2 separate regions of the Sus scrofa genome follow, and region 2 is linked to region 1. The links are chromatin contacts, called in public HiChIP or PLAC-seq maps. All regions are on one chromosome and are shown on one strand. The core of a region is the stretch at or near the end of the contact, and the rest is flanking DNA. Distances in the headings are between cores, read along the strand shown. Region 1 holds the start of IPO4 (importin-4). Region 2 overlaps CARMIL3 (capping protein, Arp2/3 and myosin-I linker protein 3).

What was found. HiChIP or PLAC-seq counts read pairs in DNA pulled down with a chosen protein or histone mark.
Region 2: an H3K27ac HiChIP or PLAC-seq map of skeletal muscle shows a contact between it and region 1. The contact joins the enhancer-like site here to the promoter of IPO4 in region 1. A contact is called at or near these places in 1 of 47 Hi-C or Micro-C datasets (fetal liver) and 2 of 2 datasets of contacts at active chromatin or transcription factors (alveolar macrophages and skeletal muscle).

The regions. Positions count from the first base shown.
Region 1 is chr7:75,105,875-75,112,881 of Sscrofa11.1, reverse strand. It overlaps IPO4 (importin-4), which reads right to left and starts at 3,038. Exons shown (of 30, transcript XM_013978187.2): 1 at 2,436-3,038; 2 at 2,262-2,348; 3 at 2,026-2,105; 4 at 1,907-1,948; 5 at 1,374-1,503; 6 at 1,103-1,282; 7 at 789-854; 8 at 583-684; 9 at 413-496; 10 at 1-159. The coding sequence starts at 2,504. It overlaps TM9SF1 (transmembrane 9 superfamily member 1), which reads right to left. Exons shown (of 6, transcript XM_013978190.2): 3 at 5,958-6,579; 4 at 5,476-5,661; 5 at 4,086-4,359; 6 at 2,855-3,518. The coding sequence ends at 3,125.
Region 2 is chr7:75,231,567-75,238,573 of Sscrofa11.1, reverse strand. It overlaps CARMIL3 (capping protein, Arp2/3 and myosin-I linker protein 3), which reads left to right. Exons shown (of 41, transcript XM_021099222.1): 6 at 1-85; 7 at 329-399; 8 at 501-574; 9 at 807-882; 10 at 963-1,051; 11 at 1,512-1,606; 12 at 1,815-1,901; 13 at 2,124-2,233; 14 at 2,373-2,450; 15 at 2,980-3,056; 16 at 3,133-3,237; 17 at 3,332-3,401; 18 at 4,181-4,262; 19 at 4,391-4,487; 7 more. Among named protein-coding and RNA genes, the nearest start is that of CARMIL3, 6.2 kb to the left of the region's middle. Within about 2 kb of position 4,358, at least 20 of the 83 cell types and tissues checked have an H3K27ac peak or open chromatin away from gene starts, as enhancers often do. A contact at or near this core is called in alveolar macrophages and skeletal muscle, where this site is marked.

The DNA of each region.
Region 1 (7,007 bases), core at 1,789-4,288:
AGCAAAGTGCTTGGGTGTCTCCCCCACCAGCCCAATCTCCAGCTCTTCCTCTTCTGAATCCTGGTCCTCAGGATCCAGCTGGCCCAGGGGGGGCTCAGCAGCCATGATGGGGAAAAGGGTGTGCAGCAAGGGTGGCAGGAGACGATTCTTCAGTAAAGCCTTAAGAGGGAGGGCAGAATAGTGACCCTGAAAATCTGTCCCCAAGATGGACTCACATTAAAAATTCCAGCCTTCCAGGCCACAGCGGGTCCAGCAAGAGATTCCCAATCTCCTAGCCAAGAGCTGGGGCTGACACCAAAATCAAAACATCTTAATGATAGTACTTCAGACATCCTAAGATGGACAGAAAGCCCCAGAGTAAGATATGAAGGATGGAGATGGGGTGGGGTGATATGTGTCAGAGGGCACTCACCTTGCTCTTCACTTTGACCAAGAATGTGAGGCAGCAGAGAATACGCACACGTATTGCGTCACCCAAGGCCACATTTTTAGCCACCTGCCCAGAGACCAACTCGAATCAGAAACAGACAAGGAAACTCTCATCAAAACAATCAGCAGGGACAGCACCAACCCCGGGCTCACCTCCAGGCAGAATGTGAGGACCTCTGAGAGGTGGGAGGTGATGATGGGCACCTCTGACTCCAGCAGTTCATCCAGGGCCTCCAAGGCCTCACAGGCCTTTGCCTGCCAGAGAGAGAAGTCACAAGGCTTCAGTGCTCTCCTCTGGTGAACGAGGAGGAACACTCCCGCCCTTTCCTTCCAACAGAGCTCCTACCGAACGCTCTCACCTCATCTACAGGGATCAAAGCCTGCACGGCCGTGATGAGCCTGGGCACCAACATCCGCGCAAGAGGCTGGAGAACACAGGACAAGCTGAATTACAGAAAGCACGATGCAGCCTAATCTCAAGCTCGAGGATCTGGCAGCCTCCTCGAAGCCTGGATGTAGGAGAAGCCCAGGCAAACCCACCCACAGGATCCCCTTTCAATTGTTAGGCAGGACAAAAACCAGAAAGAATCTGAAGTACCTCTGGGACTCGCAAGGGTGAGGACATGAAAGCCCAAGGACAGGGAGCCAGGGTAGGTGAGGGACCATATCTCACCACATCATCAGTGCCGAGATAAGGAGCCATGGTGGTCAGAGTGCGCAGGGAATAGAAGAGGAGCCCAGGAGAGCCCACCTCACCCAGGGTCTCATTCAGAAGCCGAAGAAGCTCCCGGTGGTGGGGTCGGAAGGCTTCAGGCCGGGAGGTTACCACCACACTTAGCAGCAAAAGCCCCATCTGCCCAGGAGAAACAGGAGTTGAGAGGGAAAAGCTTACATGGTCCATCCAGCCTCTAGGTCCCTTCCTCCCACCAACCATGCGCTGGTACCTCTCTCTCTGGGATGTGGGGGCTGTGGGTACTGTGCTGAAGAAGCTGCATGAGCTGAGGCCAGGCCTCCAGGCCTTCCTTTCGAAAAATGGTAGCTGAGAGCTGGGCCAGGCTAAGGCTCACAGAATGCCTGCAAAGGGAGAGATTCCCCACCCCTAATCACCCTCCAATACCCTCCCCTGCACACAATGGCCCTGCCTCCACCGGGTGGCCACAAGAGAAACCTCCAGATGTGGGCACAGGGTCTCTGCCAAATTGGAACACATAAGGCAGAAGCTCAAGGGGAAGCCAGCACCATGGTGGGTGTGCAATCTGGTGAGTTTGACATCACCCATACTGAATTTCAGTTCCATTCTTCGGACTCGGTTTTGACAAACAATCACAGCCCATGCTAAAGAACTTTCCTCCTTGGTCTAGAATTGTAGTCCCTGCCCCCCAAGATCCAGCCTAGAGCTGAAAAAGAAGGTAGAAACCTGAAGAAGGTCTCAGCCTGGAATCAGTTAGGACCCCGAGAGGGGGCTCTAGGCACTTACTCTGTCTCTCTTTGGAGGGCCGACAGGATCAGGGACTTGAGGCTGGAACACAAGTGGCAGGTGTTAGGAACCCAAGAGCCGCCTCAGCCTGGCCCCGCCCCGCCCCTGGCCCAGCCCACCTCTCCCGTTGCTCCACCACCAGCCGCCGCCAGCCAGTGCTCAGTCGTCTGCGGGTCAGCACAGCTGCGAACTGCCGGATCTGGGATGAGGAAGCAAGCATGTGAGGGTTCCGGCAGGGAGAAGCAGCAGGCATGTGAGGGTCGGAGCAGGAAGGCGCGGGACGCCGGGGGCTGGAGCTGGGGCTGGATAGGTAGCGTACTAAGGGCAGCTCAGCGGGAAGGGGCAGGAGCCTCACCTGAGGGTCGCCCGCCGAGGTCAGCAGGTCGCAGAGCGCGGGCAGGGCAGTGGGGTCCCGCAGAGCGGTCTGGAGCTGTTCGGTGGCCTGGGGAGAGCCTAGGGGTCAAGAGTCAGGCCGTTCCCGCAACCCTCCTCTCGCCCCGGCCCGGTCTGGTCCCGCCTGCCCCAGTACCCGCCGGATGCGGTCTGTGTCCGGCAGCAGCAGCTCCTGCAGTATCTGTTCTAGGCCGGCAGGCTCCATGGCAGCAGCTGAGCCGCCACTACCGGCCCGGGCGGGGGGAGGGACAGCACGTGGAGGCTCTATAACCCATTTCCGGCGGAAGGGGCGTTGCTCCGCGCCCCTCCCGTCGCCAAGGTGATTCAACTAGCTTCCCGCAGAGCTCCGGCTCCGCCACTTCCGTTGGGCTGAGCTCCGGCTGAGCCGCTGAAACAGGGCCCTGGTAAGGGAGGTTCCCCCAGCCGAGGGTTCCCAAGCTCCGTGGAGAATTCGAATCCCGTGCTTTCCGCTGCCGACCCGGCTTTCTATGAGACAGTGCCCTTAATGGCAAGGCACGCGTTTCGATATCCAGACCAAATCCTCCAACTACAGTATCCTTTTTCTTAATAAATTTTATTTTGGCATTGTAAAAAGAAAAATCAGGAGCAAAACTAAAGGCAACTTAAAAAGTTCAAATATATACTCCTTATATAATAGAGACTTATAATTTCCAGGCCCTCCCTGGGGAAGGAAGGCCCAAAGGGCAAAGGGGAAGACAACAAAGCCATCACACAACTCATTCACTCAGTCAGAAAAGATGACGGTAAGAGATCGATGGGGTATGAAGAAAGGGAAAGAAGAGCAATAGTTTTGCCACCCCAAACTCAGTCCATCTTGAGGTTAACATAGATATAACGGATGAACTTTAGGGAAGAAAAAAAGGAGATGGTGCCCAGCATGAGGAAGAAGACGTATCCAGTGAGTAAGGAGTAGCCAAAGAACTCTACCGTCTGTACTACCCCTGACATGTTGGAGCGCCGGGCATAGTAGAAAACTGAGTAGAGGAAGATGAAGAGCCCAGTGGAGCCAACACTCAGCACAGATCGCCACCACCAGCGGTAATCCTCCCCAGACAGCTGGAAGTAGGTGAGTGCGATGGAGATGCAAGCCCCCACACTCAGCAGGATGGCGAAGACGAAGAAGAGGATGCCATACAAAGTGTACTGCTCCCGACCCCACACTGTGGCAAAGATGTAGTACAGCTCCACAGAGATGGCACTGTGAAGAGAAGAGACGATACACAGCATTAAAGGGCTGTGTGTTGCCAGCAGTGGCCAGGCAAAAATCCAGCCACCACCCCTCCATGTTATTGGATCACTGTGGAAAGCAGGTCCACTCCACTCCCTACCCTGGAGTTTCTGGCTTGATGGCGATTCTTTTACCTATGATTAGCTGCTCTCATTTCAAGAACATCTTTAGTAGGTTGAGAACAGGTATCTTATCTGTTTTACTTTCCCATTGTATTTGCCTGGTACTGAGAGGCACTCAAACCGAATGAGTATTCGAATGGGCTTTAAGCTCCACATGGTGTCCCTAAAGTCAGAAATGAGGAAGATGGTTTAAGGAGCAATGTCTCTGGAAAGCTTTACAAGTGAGACAACCTCATATTTGAACTGACTGATTCAAGCTCAGTCCTGCTTAGAGAAAGGAGGAATCACTTAGTGATCTCTTAATGGTAATAGCCGAACTGGGGATTACTCCTGATACTGGGTTAGGGTATGGGGTGAGTAGGGAAGTTAAGGCCAAGAACCTGAGAGTGATGGCCATGGAATAAAGGGAGGATACCTGAAAGGCAGGAAGCCTCCAACAGTCATGTGGATGAGAGTAGACTTGTACCAGGGCTGGGGCGGGATTTCCCGAGCGATGTTCTTGGTGCGACAAGGTGCATCAAACAGGCTAGCATTGTTCTTCCCGAAGATGCCTCCAATGACAGTGAGGGGAAAGCCCACCAGCAGCCAAACCGTCAGAAGCAGCAGGATGGTGGTGGCTGGCAGAGCCTGTGTTGAACCATTGGCCCAGTGCACGGAGTTCACGACACTCCACGTCAGGAAGAAAGGCACTGCAGGGATGGTCCCCCAGAGGGAGGGTCAGCACTAGGAGCTGTATCCCTGGGAACACCTAATCAGACTAGATTTAAAGGCGTGAGGAATAAAACATCCTGCTCCCAGGCTGACTCCACCCTTCATGTCTTTTTGTTCCTTGGTCCTTAGCTTACCAACACCCCCCACCCTTATCCATTAAGGATCCAGGCAGCCATTACATAGATCAGAGAGTGACACAAATCCACCTGCCTCCAAGGCCTGTCCTGCTGTGGTGTTGCTGAGTCCTAGCATGAGACATTCCTTTGAATTAAGGCCCTGTTTTCAGAAAGCCCTGGTTCAGACACAGATGTGATAGAATATAAATCACTTAGGGTTGAAAACACAAAAGGTTCAGAATGCAAATTACTACTGCTTTGAGAGGACAAGCTGGCTTGGAAAGCTACAGTAGGGTAGCCCACTTCAAAAATAAAAAACTTGGGAGAAAAAAGGAATATCAAAAAATTAGACTGTTACTACAGGAATTCCCACTGTGGCACGAAGGGATTGGTGGTGTCTCTGTAGTACTAGGACTCAAGGTTCAATCCCCAGACTGGCACTGTGGGTTAAAAGGATCCGGTGTTGCTGCAGCTGTGATGCAGGTCACAACTGTGGCAGCTCAGGTCTGATCCCTTGCCCGGGAACTCTGTATGCCTTGGGGTGACCAAAAAAGAAAGGGGGGAAAAAAGTGTTATTATTCTCAAGTGTAACGGTTGAGAATACAGGCTCTAGAATTTGACTGCCAAGGGCTGAAACCTGATTCACTGCTTTTTAGGATAATCTCAGACAAGTTACCTAAAGTTCAATTTCCTCATCTGTGTAAAATAGAGACAATATGACCTACTTCATACAGTCAACGTGAGGATTAAATGAGATGAAGGCATGTCGAGAGCTTATCACGTTGCCTAGAACATTTTATGGGCTTAGTTTCTAACTGCAAAAAAAAAAAAAAAAAAAAAAAAAATTGCATTTTTGCCTTTTGAGTTTCTTGTTTCTTTTGCCTAATTTCCTTCCCTTAAAGCCTTACTGACTCTGTCAGGCTCCACAATGTGTTTGAAGTTCCTAAACTGGCCCACCAGGGAAAGGGCAGTCCTCACCAGAGAAGAGACTGGTGGTGAGAATGATGTTCCACACCCAACGCTCGCCTCCGATCTGCCGGTAGAAGTGGCTGGACACGTAGCCAGAGATGCAGCAAGTCAGGGCATACAGCAAGATGGCTGCTGAGTTAATGGCCCCGTGACGATGCACATTGAACATGCCTAGCAGCGCCATGACAATGATGCCTGCAGGTGGTAGTGGAAAGCCTGTGTTAGGTCTCTCCTATCCCTTTTCTGGCAATTTCAGAGGAATCACCCCCTTTCTCCCAGTCACAGGGCCTCCAGCAAAACCATATCCCCCAATTTTGTTGTCCAGAAAACCCACAGTAGAATCTAGCCCTCCTTGCTGGAGCCATCCCTCCCCTTAGGGCTGCTCCCCTCCTTGGACAGAAGAGAAGATCCGGAGATCTCTTCCGAACAAATCACCTACTTAGTTCTACCCCTTGGGAGACATCCCTGATTAATTTCTTTTATCACCTCACCAGTGCCAAGGGCCAGGAACTGGGCACCCACACCAAGCACAGCACAGAGCAGACCACGGTATGGAGGGAAGCGGAAGACATCTGTATGGATAATTTTCCAGCCATTGTCACCTTGTTCAAAGTCATCACCAGAACCTCCTGAGGTTGTCTCCTCATCCAAGTTGTAACGAGCCAGGTCATTCCGAAGTACACGCATGAGAATGACAGCCACAAAACCCACCAGTAAAAACACAAGCACCATGGAATTGATGATGGACAACCAATGGATTTCCAGCGTTCGGGGAAAGAAACCACCATCATCACCACGGCGCCTGTCACTCCGACGCTCGACTGAAGTCTCAGACCAGCGCACACTGTAGGTGTGGGTGAGGCCTAGGAACTCATCAGGCCGTAACCCATCTAAACTGTGGGGCTTGACGTCTCGCACTGAGACATTGGCAAATATAATTCGATCTCCGTGGAATTCTAGGTGGAAGTCCAAATGGGTCCAGAGTCCTATCTTGTGGCTGTGAGGCAGGAAGCCACTCTCCTCCATGTAGCCCACAAAGCCACGGATTGGTAAGTCGTCCACCACAAATTCAAAGTAATACAGTTCCTCAATGGCCTGGCGCAGCTGTTCCACCTACAAAGAACAAGTCAGGAATCAGACAAGGCCTCCCAAGGCATTGAGTTAGAGCTGTGTTTCAACCTCAGCACTACTGACATTTGGAGCTGGATAATTCTTTGTTGTGGAGGTTATCCTATGCATTGTAAAGTGCTCCAGCCCCAGCTTTTTCTCACTAGATGTTAATAACATCCTCCAGTAATGACAATCAAAATATCTCCAGATGTTGCCAGTGTCTCTTGGGAGACAAAACTGCCTCCTGTCCAGAATCACTGTGTTGGGAGTTTCTGTCATGGCTCAGTGGTTAACAAACCCAACTAGCATCCATGAGGATGCGGGTTTGATCCCTGGCCTTGCTCAGTGGGTTAAGGATCTGGTGTTACCATGAGCTGTGGTGTAGGTTGCAGATATTGCTTAGATCCTGTGTTGCTGTGTCTGTGGCATAG
Region 2 (7,007 bases), core at 3,109-5,608, 120 kb before region 1:
CGTGGAAATGCGGACACCCCAGAAGGGCCCCGAGACACATCCCCCAACTCTGAGACTTCCACATCCACCACGCACAGTGTCTGTGGTGAGCAGGGCAGACGTGAGGAAAGTGGGGCCCACACCCTGCCCACCCTGCCCCCCGCTCTGAGTCCTCTGGGTGTAGGGCTCTGCCTCCCCTGAGACTCCACATTCCCGGACCTCAGAGGTTCACAATGTAGCAGGACCCCAGGACACGGGTACATACAATGACCTTGACCTTTCCTTAAACTTCAAGTCTGTTCCCCACCCCCTTACCCCTCAAGGAGCCAGCCCATCTCCTGCCCCACAGGTGGCTTCTCCGAGACCTACGCTGCCCTGTGTGACTACAACGGGCTGCACTGCCGTGAGGAGGTGCAATGGGTGCGTTGGGCAGGGACCTGGCAGGTGGGCAGGCGGGACCCAGAGGCAGGGGGCTGAGGAGGAGGAGGGGAGCAGGTGTGAGCCCGTTCCACCTCTCCAAGGACGTGGACACCATCTATCATGCCGAGGATAACCGGGAGTTCAATCTTTTGGATTTCAGCCACTTGGAGAGCCGGTAAGCAGATGGAGGTTACTCAACCCTCCCATTCCAACCCCTGTCCAGCCCCAGCCCTTTTAGGTTCTCTCTTCCATTCCCACCCACAACCTCAGCTCTGTCTCCCAGCCCGCACCCCCACTGCCTTCTACTCCTCTAGGCTTTCCCCAGGCCAGCCATCCCTTCCTTAGTCTTTTCTTTCTGCCCCAGCCACCTGTTCACCACTTTCCCGCCCCTTTCAATCTCCCCATAGAGACTTGGCCCTAATGGTGGCAGCCCTGGCCTACAACCAATGGTTCACCAAACTCTACTGCAAGGACCTGCGGCTGGTAGAGTCTAGGAGGGGCAGGGTGGGGAGGGGAGAGCCATGCCCTCTCTGGCTCCTGATCACATGACCCACTCTCCTCAGGGCTCTGAAGTGCTCGAACAGGTGCTACACACCCTCAGCAAGTCGGGGAGCCTGGAAGAGCTGGTGCTGGACAACGCTGGGCTTAAGACGTGAGGCCAGCCTCCTCTTTGGGCAGTGGTGGCCCCTTGATGTATTCTTAGGGTCCCGGAACCTCAGTGCATGCTATGGGCCTCTGAACTATCTCACCCGGCTCCTCGCTTTACAGAAGAGGAGACTGAGGCCCCAAGAGGGCTCCAGGCAAGGCACACCTAAGCCTCCTGCCCCCCCAACTCCATGGCTTTCCCCAGTATCTCCATATGCCCTGCCCCTTTTCCGCCATCAACCACTGAGCAGAGTGCGCTGCTCTGGTCTGGAGGACCCAAAGCTAGGCTTTGTCTCTGCACAACTTCCTAGGTACTCCAGAGTGGTGACAAACTCCCTGGCAGGCCCCAAGCTGCTCCCCGCCGGTGGGGGCCTCTAAGCATTGCAGCCCCAGCCAGGCAGGCAGGTGGAGGAGGAGGGGAAGCCCGGGGCCTGGGACAAACACATCCTTCCTCCCCTCCCCTGAAGGGACTTTGTCCAGAAGCTGGCCGGGGTGTTTGGGGAGAACGGGAGCTGTGTGCTGCATGCCCTCACTCTGTCCCACAACCCCATCGAGGACAAGGGTGAGCCCCAGCCCTGAATCCTACCCCCACCACAATGCAGACCCCTTGTCCCAACCCAGAGTCCAACCCGGCTCTCCGACCTGATGCCAGCCCCTGTCCCAATTCTGCCATTCTTGACCCAGGCCAGCATCCGCTCAAGCCCCCAGTCTGACTCTGCACCACCTGCCCCTAAGCCCACCTCTCAGGGGGCCCATTTCTCTCTCCTCAGGTTTCCTCAGTCTGAGCCAGCAGCTCCTCTGCTTTCCCACTGGCCTCACCAAGCTGTGCCTGGCCAAGACTGCCATTTCCCCTCGAGGTACTTGCCCCAGGACCCCTGATCTCTGACTCGGACCCACCCTCTCCGGCCCTCACAGTGCTGCCTAGGTTTTGAGCCCCAGGGAGAGTACCCACGCAGTCACACAGCATTCCGGGGATCAAGGAAGGGAAAGGAGCCACATTTTGGTAGCCGGGAAGAGCTGTGTACAAGGGAACGAGGTGGGGGTGGGGGCCAACCCAGCCCAGTGCCCGCTGTGCGCAGGGCTCCAGGCACTGGGCCAGACCTTCGGGGCCAATCCGGCCTTTGCCAGCTCCCTTCGATACCTGGACCTGAGCAAGAACCCTGGGCTGCTCGCCACAGACGAGGCCAATGTGAGTGCATGAATGTAGCCTCAAGCCCCTGTAGAAGCACGTTCAGGCTTCAGAGCCTAGACTCTCTGCCCTTTTGCCCCTAGGAGGGGAGGGGCTCTGTCACCTCTTCCCCTGCAGCCCTTCTGTCCTTCCTTCCCAGGCCCTCTACAGTTTCCTGGCCCAGCCCAACGCCCTGGTACACCTGGACCTGGCGGGGACCGACTGTGCCATTGACTCGGTGAGGGCTTGGTGATGGGGGAACCCAGCCTGCAGGGATCTGGGGAGGCCAGAGTGGGTCTCTGCCTCACCCCCGCCTTGAGTATGGAGGTGGGCAGAGCTGGCCGGATGGTTTCAGGTTCAGCTGAATTACAAAGCAACGACAAAGCTCACACCTGTGCCACACTGTGTCTTGGTTGTTCTGGCTGTGCCTAAGAGCCAGCCCAGGTCCATTCCCCAGCTAGGCACTCCCACACAGAGCAGAAGGAGGAGGACAGGACCCCTTCCCTAACTTGCACCAGGCACCTTATGAGCCTGCCGTGGCCCTGGCTTTCCATGTCCACTGCCTGTGAGCCTCTCACACCCCTGGGGGCCAAGCATGTGGGATAGACCCACTTTCCACAGAGGGAAAACTGAGGCTCGAAGGGGCTGCGTGGGCAGGCACAGTGGGGCCCGCATAGACTGCCCACCGAGGGGGAAGCACCAGGACCTCGGTGGGGAGAGAGGAGGGAATCCTGGCCCCACGAGACACACCCTGTCTCCCCTGACAGCTTCTGGGTGCCCTGCTCCATGGCTGCTGCTCCCACCTCACCTACCTCAACCTGGCGCGCAACAGCTGCTCCCACAGGTGGGGGCACAGGGGTGCAGGGGGCAGGGCCAACCGTGGGCGCCCCCTCCCTTGCTGACCCCAGGTGTCTCCGCAGAAAGGGCCGGGAAGCCCCAGCAGCCTTCAAGCAGTTCTTCAGCAGCGCCTACACTCTGAGCCACGTCAACCTGTCGGCCACAAGGCTGCCCCTGGAGGCCCTCAGGTCGGGTGGGTGCAGGGTTGGGGGGCGTCCGAGGGGGAACCTCGGAAGAACGGGGAGAGGAGTAAAGGTGGGCCTGCTGACCTTCCTCCCACAGGGCGCTGCTCCAGGGCCTCTCCCTCAACAGTCACCTCAGCGATCTGCATCTGGACCTCAGCAGCTGCGAGGTGAGCCCTCAGTCCCCCATCCATCGCCCACCGTTCGTTCCTCTGACCTAAGTCAAGCCCTGGCTCCATCGGGCCTCCGCGCTACTCCTCTGTGACCCCCCCCAGACCTGACTACATTCCCTCTGTCCCCTCTTGGACTGTGGTCTGCGTCCCTCTATCTAGAGGTCATTTTCAGTCTCCAGGAGCTCCTTCGTGACCTCTTTGGGGTGGGAGATACCACGCTCCCCCACCAGAGGGCAGGAGCAAGCTGTCTCCAGAGCAGCCGCCCCAGATTTTCCTGACGGAAGTGAGGGAAGAGAGCCCTAAGAAAGGATCTGGTGTAGAGAAAGGGTCCTGGAGTTCCCGTTGTGGCCCAGTGGAAACAAATCTGACTAGGAACCATGAGGTTGCGGGTCAGATCCCTGGCCTCGCTCAGTGGGTTAAGGATCTGGTATTGCCGTGACCTGCGGTGTAGGCTGCAGACACGGCTCAGATCTGGTGCTGCTGCTGCTATGGCTGTGGCTGTGGTGTAGGCCAGCAGCTATAGCTCTGAACCCCTACCCTGATTGAACCCCTAGCCTGGGAATCTCCATATACTGCTAATGAGGCCCTAAAAAGCAAAAAAAAAAAAAAAAAGAGAGAGAGAGAGAGAGAGAGAGAAAGGGTCTCCTGATTTTACACCAAGAGACCTGGTTTGACCTTGAATCCTGGCTGACTACTCTTATTTCTCAGCATTAAAAGTGTCCTCTCCTCCACCCCTACCCTGCCTCCCTGCCCCACCCCCTACTGTGTCCCTGCAGCTGCGCTCAGCTGGAGCCCAGGCTTTGCAGGAGCAGCTGGGGGCTGTCACCTGTGTGGGCAGCCTAGATCTGTCAGACAATGGTGAGTGGGGGCACCTCCCTTCCTGGAGGCCAGGTAGGGACAGGGGCCTAGAGCATGGGGGAAAAGCCCTAAGGAGACCCTGGTGAGCCTTGGGCCTCAAGGCCAGGCCTCTCCCATCTGTTGGCCAGGGTTTGACTCGGACCTCCTGACGCTGGTGCCTGCACTTGGCAAGAACAAGTCTCTCAAGCACCTGTTCCTGGGCAAGAACTTCAACGTCAAAGCCAAGTGAGGCCCCCTCCCTCCACCCACAGACCCTCACGCCATCATCCGCCTATCCTTTGGGGCTCGCTGTATTGCCTCTGGCCACCTCTCTGCTGCTCCAATAGCATGACCCCAGCCCCCTCCCTCCTACTCTGAGCCCCCACTCCCCGCAGGACCCTGGAGGAGATCCTCCACAAGCTGGTGCAGCTGATCCAGGAAGAGGACTGCGTGAGTGCCTGGGCCTGGGAGGGGACCTGCGGTGACGGGATCTGTGGGGACGGGGCCCAACCCCGTACTTGCCCACACAGTCCCTGCAGTCACTGTCCGTGGCAGACTCCCGGCTGAAGCTTCGCACCAGCATCCTCATCAATGCCCTGGGCAGCAACACCTGCCTGGCTAAGGTGGATCTGAGCGGCAATGGCATGGAGGACATCGGGGCCAAGATGCTGTCTAAGGCCCTGCAGATAAACTCCTCCCTCAGGTGGGGCCCACACCTGGACCCTCTGATCTGAGCCCCAGCCCTCCACCCCGCCTTACACAGGCCCTCCCTGCTGCCTCGCTGCTCTGTCCGCCAGTTTCTGGGAACCAGAGTTGGTTCCCAGAATCATCTCTGAGTCAGCCTCATTGCCTAGGGGGGTGGGGGGTGTCCCTGCCCTCTAAGAGAGGGAGGGGTGGACTTCCCGTCGAGGCGCAGCAGAAACAAATCTGACTAGGAACGATGAGGTTGTAGGTTCGATCCCTGGTCTCATTCAGTGGGTTAAGAATCCAGCATTGCCGTGAGCTGTGGTATAGGTCGCAGATGGGGCTTGGTTCCCACATTGCTGTGGCTCTGATATAGGCCAGCAGCTGTAGCTCCGATTGGACCCCTAGCCTGGGAACCTCCATATGCTGTGGGTACAGCACCCCCCAAAAAAAGAGGTGGGGGAGGGGTAACAGCCTAGTGCTCATCCTTTCCCCAGGACTATCCTGTGGGATCGGAACAATACATCTGCCCTGGGCTTTCTGGACATTGCAAGGGCCCTAGAGAGGTGAGTAGACCAGGGCCCGGCCCTGACCCAGGCCCCCAGCCTCCCTGAACCTGGACCAGGCCGGGACTACTCCAGCCCAAACCCAGCCCACTTGACCTAATTGCGCAGAAAGGTTAGGAAGGGCCCCAGGAGAGGGGGCTGGTCAGCAAGAGGTGGGGGTTGGAGCGGGTGCCTCTCCTGACACCTCTGCCCCCCCAGCTGTGCTGCTCTGTCCCACAGCAACCACACGCTGCGCTTCATGTCCTTCCCTGTGAGCGACATCTCCCAAGCCTACCGCAGCGCCCCCGAGCGCACCGAGGACGTCTGGCAGAAGGTGGCAGCCTAAGCAGGGTGGAACCCGAGGGGCGGGGGCCAGCCCGCACCACTTGGCCCTCACCCCCTCTCCCTGCCGAACCCATCATCTCCAGATCCAGTGGTGCTTGGTGAGGAATAACCATTCCCAGACGTGTCCCCAGGAACAGGCCTTCAGGCTGCAGCAGGGCCTGGTGACCAGCAGCGCCGAGCAAGTAAACGTTTCCCTCTGGGCCACAGGGGGCACGCCCGGGGCATGCTGGGCATGGGTGTCATGTGATGGAGCGCAGGGCGGGGAGGCAGCACGACAGAGGCATTATGTGATGTCCACAACTGGATCGTGCACGTGGGAAAGCAAAAATAATAGACGTGCAGGATGTGGGTCCCCAAAGTGAGAGAAAATATGGTCAAACAGCAAGGGGTCAGCCGTCAAGGGGGCTGGCAAGAGGGCACAGGCCTGGGAGCTGCACCAAGCATGGAAGAGGGCAGCCCCAGAAGAGGGAACAGGCCCCCCCCATCACACTTACCCGTCAGTGCTAGCACCAGTAGCACTGCCTAACTGGGCCCAGAAATGGGGGGCCCAGGGGGCTCACCTGGGAAGGTGAAGATGCCTGGGGTCTCCCCCTGACACTCTTGCCACCTGTGCCACAGATGCTGCAGAGGCTGTGCGGACGGGTGCAGGAGGAGGTTCGGGCCCTGAGGCTGTGCCCCCTGGAGCCTGTGCAGGATGAGCTGCTCTACGCCCGGGACCTCATCAAGGACGCCAAGAACTCCCGGGCGGTGAGCTCTCTGCAGCCCCACCCGCCCCTGATGGTCTGGACGGCCCAAGAAGGCCAGGGAGTGTGCAGGCCCTGCTCCGGGCATCTGCCCTCCTAGCCCAGGGTCCCCAGGGACCTAGTGAGGCCTGATTCTGCCCTTCTGATCAGAGCCCCTTCCTTCCCCAGCTGTTTCCCAGCCTCTATGAGCTGGGCCACATGCTGGCCAACGACGGGCCTGTGCGGCAGAGGCTGGAGTCAGTAGCCAGTGAGGTATCCAAGGCTGTGGACAAGGAGCTGCAGGCAAGTCCCGGGGAGGGAGCCAGGGCTGCCCAAGGCCCTAAGCAGAAGGCTGAGGACAGCCTGGGGAGAGGACTGTGCGCAAGAAGGAAATGAAGAGAGGAGACCATACTCCCACTGGGAGAGGCATTGCTAGGAACCCGGGCTTGGATGTTTGCTGCTACCTTCAG